Linked DNA regions of Zea mays: region 1 is linked to region 2. Evidence: chromatin contacts called from public Hi-C data. All regions are on one chromosome and are shown on one strand. The core of a region is the stretch at or near the end of the contact, and the rest is flanking DNA. Distances in the headings are between cores, read along the strand shown. Region 1 holds the start of LOC100280497. Region 2 overlaps LOC103631953 (methionine--tRNA ligase, chloroplastic/mitochondrial).

Region 1 (2,700 bases), core at 166-2,665, 480 kb after region 2:
GCAATATAAAATGAAAGCGCATACAACCGAGAGATGCATATGGACATGTATCAGGAAAAAAAGCACCGCGTTAAATGGTTATAAACAGCGCACACGTGGCTTCGGTCTGCAGCTGTGTGGGATGCATTGAGGAGAGGGGGTAATGCAATTTTTGCTCTCCTTGGTCAGGACACGTAAAATGCATCGTGTGTATGTATTACATGTTGGAAGCTAAGGAAAAGCACATATGCATCTCTTTTTACATGTTCTATTGGGATCAGCCAACAGAGTTTCCTTGCTCGTCTCATTCTTCGACCCTAGAGTAGATCTGGACATTTTTTGGACCAGTTCGGGTTCGGATCGGGCCAAAAATCCGGTAGAAATCTAGTTGGCCCGAGCCCGCCCGTGGCACCGACCTATACTCTAATATCTTGGCCCGAGCCCACCCATGACTTGACCCGATGCCCACGGATCAACCCGGTGGCTGGACCGTAAGTAGATTTGAGTTGTGCCTGACAGCAGACCTGAGCGGACGACCTATGACTAACGAGAGGTGTTCGGCCCACAACTCATTTTCTCCACTCATTTTGTGTTTGTTAAAGATGAAGATGAACTTACGTATGTCGAGGCAAAGTTCGGCTCATAGACTATGGAAGTATATTTTTGGACAGAGGATGAGACAAAGTTACAGTTTTTTATTATTTTATTGGGTCGACATGCTGCATGTAGGCTATCATCGTGGCCCGAGCCCAACCTGGATTTTTTGACGAGTTAAACTTTTGGCCCGCATGGCCGCATCCGCCCGTGGCACTGACCGGGTCGAATTGGGTCAGATTTTTTCGAACGGATTGGACCGGTGCCTGTTAGGCCATCTTGAGAGGGCCGTGTAAACGAATTTGTAAAGTACTGTTTTGTACTATAGATTATAATGTTTATAGAGTGAAGTTTAAAATAAAGAGTGAGATAAGGAGGGCTGGAGCCGTAACCGAGCCATACCAAATTAAAAAAAACTAACAATACGGCCCAACTATCCATCTGGCCCAAGTGCCTCGCCCTTTCTCCGCAACTCCACCCCAGGCAGCCCTCACCCCCTCACCGCCGCGGCCACCTGCGTCCGCCCGTCCCGACCTCCGTCCTCCGCCTCCGGCACCGTCGCGGCCCCCTGAACGCAGTCCGATTCCAGCCTCCGCCAGCCCGCCCACCAGCCACCGGCTTCCGGCCTCCGCCCGCCGGCGGCGGCCTCTGCTCTCCGCCCACCTGGCCACCTCCGCATCCGGCCTCAGCCTCCGGTGTCCGGTGTCCGCCCCCGCAGTGGGCGTGCCGCACTGGGCTGAGGAAGAACAGCTTCCGGTTCCTGCTGCTGATCTTGAACGGCGCGGCGCTCAGGTCGGAGGAGGCCTGCCGACGAGACTGAGGTAGCAGAAGGAGCCATACCAAAAAGAGAATCTTCCTCCGCCACTGTCGACTCCCATCTGCGAGGGTAGCTTCGCGCCGAGGCGTCAGTGGCGCGATGAACGTCCCTGTAGTCGGTGAGTTCTCGATGCGATTCGTGTGGATTTTCGTCGTTCGGGGTTGGAAAACGTGTCTATCGGGTAGAATTCCGGAGAAATCTGGTGGCCGTGTTGCGGTTAGTGTGTTTTTCTTTCACATATTTGGTAATTTAGGGGTTTAGAGGGGGCGGGAGGCATGACGAAAGTAGAGTTCTTCTGTTTTAGGCGATCTGTGGGCTGAAACTTTGGGTGTTATATCTGAAGTTAACCCCATGTTTTTGCTCTATAATGTTTGTGGTTGGCTGGTAATATGATTGGTTATTTGTTTATGTCGATTGATGTAGTTCATTTGGGTGTTCTAGTGGCACCGAAATGAAGTGTTGTCTAGGGTTGAAAACAGGGTTTTAGATTACTTTTTTTTAGTTTGCTTGATGTGCATGCGAAAATTTTGTTCTCGTTAAGGGCCTCTAACGTAATGGTTAAGGCTTTCGAGTAGCATCTCCAGGTCTTGGGTTCGATCCCCTCGGGGGCGAATTTCGAGCTTGGTTAAAAAAATCCTCTTGCTGCCGCCCGCCTGCTCTCGCGGATCGATATCCTGCGCACCACCCTGTGGCTGGGCCGTTGCACAGTGGGTAGTTGATCGGCCCGTTAGTGATGGGGCAGGGTTCTTAATATAATACCGGGAGGGCGGTCTTTCCCTCCCCGGCCGCCGAGTTTAGTTAGCAAGGTTGGTTGTAGGGTAGGAATTGGTAGTCAAAAAAATTCTGGCGGAATCAATGCATTTTGCCATCTGTTTTGTCGTCTAATGAAATTTTAAATTTTGGTGATAGGTTTCAAGGTATTCATTGTCATTTTGAGTGTCCATATCACTGTTTAGGATATTCTTCTAGTATTTACTAATGTCCATATATTATCTGAAATATCATATTTAGGGAAAATTTGATCTGTGGCATCAAAAGATCGCAATTTTAGAAATATACCTTCATACTGTCTTTGTTCACTTTAATACCGCCGAGATTTTGGGCCATTTAGAAATATGCCAGTCAGTTACCTTTTCTATAAACCCAGCCTCGCCACTGTCATCCTACCGTTTCCTTTCGATTGATAGTGGAATGAGTTCTTCCTCCACCCTGGCTCTCTCCGATGGATGCTCCAACATGCTATGGTCACCTCAAGCTGACCCTAAACTAGGTTTGTCTTCGCTCATGCCTGCTTCACGGCGCTCTCTTGT
Region 2 (2,839 bases), core at 38-2,537:
CCATAAATGATTGATATTTCAGATGGTGTTTGGCAAGCTATGATACATAAAGAAACTGCACCCCGCTTCTGTAGTTTTGTGATATGACTACATTGCTTATTATGTCCCCACTTATCTACAGGATCTCGTACTTATTTTAGAGACAATGAGGATAATTGCAATCACACTATCTCCTATCACTCCAAGCCTTTCTCTGAGGATTTACACACAGCTTGGTTTCACAGAAGACCAGTTTAGGGTGTTGAGATGGGTATGTTCTTGTATCATAGACATGCTGTATGATTCCGTTCTTATTTATATATGTTCATCCTCAAAAATACAATCAGGCATCATCAGGAAATGCAGTCTTCAATCTTATATGGATCAGCCTCAGTATTTTCCAGAGCATGTAATCATTTTCAGTTATGTCATTAGGAGGATACGAAATGGGGAGGCCTTAAAGCAGGCCAGGTAATGTCGGAGCCAAAGCCAGTATTTGCAAGGATAGAAACCGAGGTGGAAGAGGAAGCCCAAACAAGTTCAAAAGCAGCAAAAGGTGGGAAGAAAGCACGCAGGAAAGGACTTGTGGAGGCATAGTTTCTGTTGGAACAGTGTATCAGCATCGTTAAAAGGAGAATATTTCATCTTCTCTTTTTTTTGGAAAAAAATCTTTAGCCTATCTGTTCCTGAAATTTGTTCTTTGCTAACGTGTCACATTGTATCATGTAGATAGCCAAAAAAAGACCACTATTGATTCTGATGCTCTGTCAGAGAGAGAGCTAGGATAATTGCGAGTAGAGCTAGCAGCGGATTTGGATCATCCAAAATCTAATTGGATATTTGTTGTTTTGGATAAGGTGGAGAGCAACTTAAAAAAACCCAATGTCCATTAGATATCTTTGGACTTGACTTGTTTCTAATGTTTGGAGACATGCTGATTTTTATGAACTAATAACACAGTAGCTGGTTGTTATATGGAGTTGTTGCAAATAAATGTTTAATCGACTTTGCTAAAATTTTAAGGCGTGAATTTAAGATTTTAAATTTTAGAGTCTAGACGGTCGACGGAGAGTTTGCGCGGGGATTGCAACCGCATCGCACGGAAGTTGGAAAGCTGACAAGTTGGCGGCGATGATGGGTTCGAACTGGGCGGCGATGATGGGTTCGAACTGTCCACACGGCACGGCAGTAACGGTATGGGGTTTTTGCTCGGATCTGTTCCGTCCGATCCCACTGGAGCCGTCCGTCTAGGTGTCTACAGTGTGCCTAGACTTGAGGCAATAAGGCGCGGGAGCGGTCCCCAGTCTCGTTCCGGAGGCACATGCTGCCGTTGCGGCCTCACAGCAGTACAGCACGGGCCACTCCTGCACGCACACTCGCACAGCCGCCGATGTCCACCGCTGCGCGTACAGGTACAGCCGTAGTGTCAGCTTCGCATTCCTTTCTTTATTTTCTTTTGACTACTCCATGAGACGACAGCACGGGGCGCTCCTCCTTTTGAGGCAACCAAAAGGCTAGGCAGCGCTCTCCCAGCTTTTGGGCACGCTCACCCTGTCATACCCAGGTCCGGCGTTTACTTTAATTTTCCGCTAGCAAACAATACCGTATTTTGTATGATGTTGGATCTAAGGACGGTTGAAACGGATCCCCTAACGTACATGAGCCGACGACAGGGGTCTACTGGTTTTACTCCGACCTTGATCGATTCGGTCCGTTGGTTGGTTAGTTTACGAATCATTCGATATGAATTGCGTTGTAGTTGAACCGATCGATATTGATTGATCGATATGAATCCATGCACTGGCGAATCGGTGATATCGATCTAAATTGATCGGTATTGATAGTCTTTAGCCACATGTAGACATCATTTTAAAGTAAAAAACATTTTTCAAAACTAAAAAAAATCTAGAATACGGGAAGCTTACTGATTTTGAGTACGACACTCTTCTTGTCTAGACTCTAGCGTGCCTACTACTCTCCCGCCAATGTTTTTCAAGCTTTCTTGTTTAGTTTGTGATGAGAGCTTATTGATGTTGAGGGTTGTTTGGTTTTTCTAAGTATAAGAGACAATTAATAGACTATATAATATAACTTTGAGACATTAGATCATAAATACAGCTAAAAGACAACATGTATGAGAGTCGTAAAAAGACGAGCTCTTCACAAAGAGCATGTCTCTTATATTTTTTTTTCAAATAAACTTTTAAAGACCCCTCAAAAGACCACATATTAAATAGGATTGTACATGCTTTAAGTATGTACGAGTTTACTAAACTGTATCACCCTAGAGCACATTATGGGCTCCGAGCCCTTTACTGATCATGGGTTCGTAGGTTGACCCCTCGGTAGGGTTCGACAATCGCCCCAGAGCATAGAGTCAGGGATAACTATGGGTAAGCTCATACATGGCCAAGGCTCGGGCTACAATGCCGAGGTACACTAAGACATATCTGATACCTCCAGGAACGATTTGTGACGGTATCCCATTCAGAGGGAGGCATCGAGCCCTCGAACCCCATCGAACAGGTCCGAGACCAGAGAATCACTCGCAGGTACTTTGAGGCGCATCTCCGGACCACTAGACGACCGCTATCAAACGAGACTCGAGCCTTCGCTCGAATTACTCGTTACCAGCTCATCGGAGACGACATGCTCGTTGCCCACCGAGGGTAGCATGGCGCTTTCCCCCTCTTCCTCCTTGTGGAAAGGCGACGAAGAGGCATATCATTAAAAAGTCAAGGCGTTTCCGATCATCCTCTCGCCCTGTGCAGAGGCTCGGGGGCTGCCCTTGCACCCATGCTGCGGCAGGATTGTTGGAAGCACCAGCAACCCAATGCAGAGACTTGGGGGTTGCCTTTGC

What was found. A called contact is a pair of places that touch in the nucleus more often than the background predicts.
Region 1: a Hi-C map of endosperm shows a contact between it and region 2, with 2.8 times the contacts expected there. The contact joins the promoter of LOC100280497 here to the enhancer-like site in region 2. A contact is called at or near these places in 2 of 25 Hi-C or Micro-C datasets (endosperm and leaf).

Annotation. Positions count from the first base shown.
Region 1 is chr1:21,530,387-21,533,086 of Zm-B73-REFERENCE-NAM-5.0, forward strand. It overlaps LOC100280497, which reads left to right and starts at 1,416. Exons shown (of 5, transcript NM_001153417.1): 1 at 1,416-1,508. The coding sequence starts at 1,490.
Region 2 is chr1:21,050,449-21,053,287 of Zm-B73-REFERENCE-NAM-5.0, forward strand. It overlaps LOC103631953 (methionine--tRNA ligase, chloroplastic/mitochondrial), which reads left to right. Exons shown (of 12, transcript XM_008653808.3): 11 at 122-250; 12 at 415-954. The coding sequence ends at 576. Among protein-coding and RNA genes, the nearest start is that of LOC103631953, 14 kb to the left of the region's middle. Within about 2 kb of position 1,288, at least 20 of the 20 cell types and tissues checked have an H3K27ac peak or open chromatin away from gene starts, as enhancers often do. A contact at or near this core is called in endosperm and leaf, where this site is marked.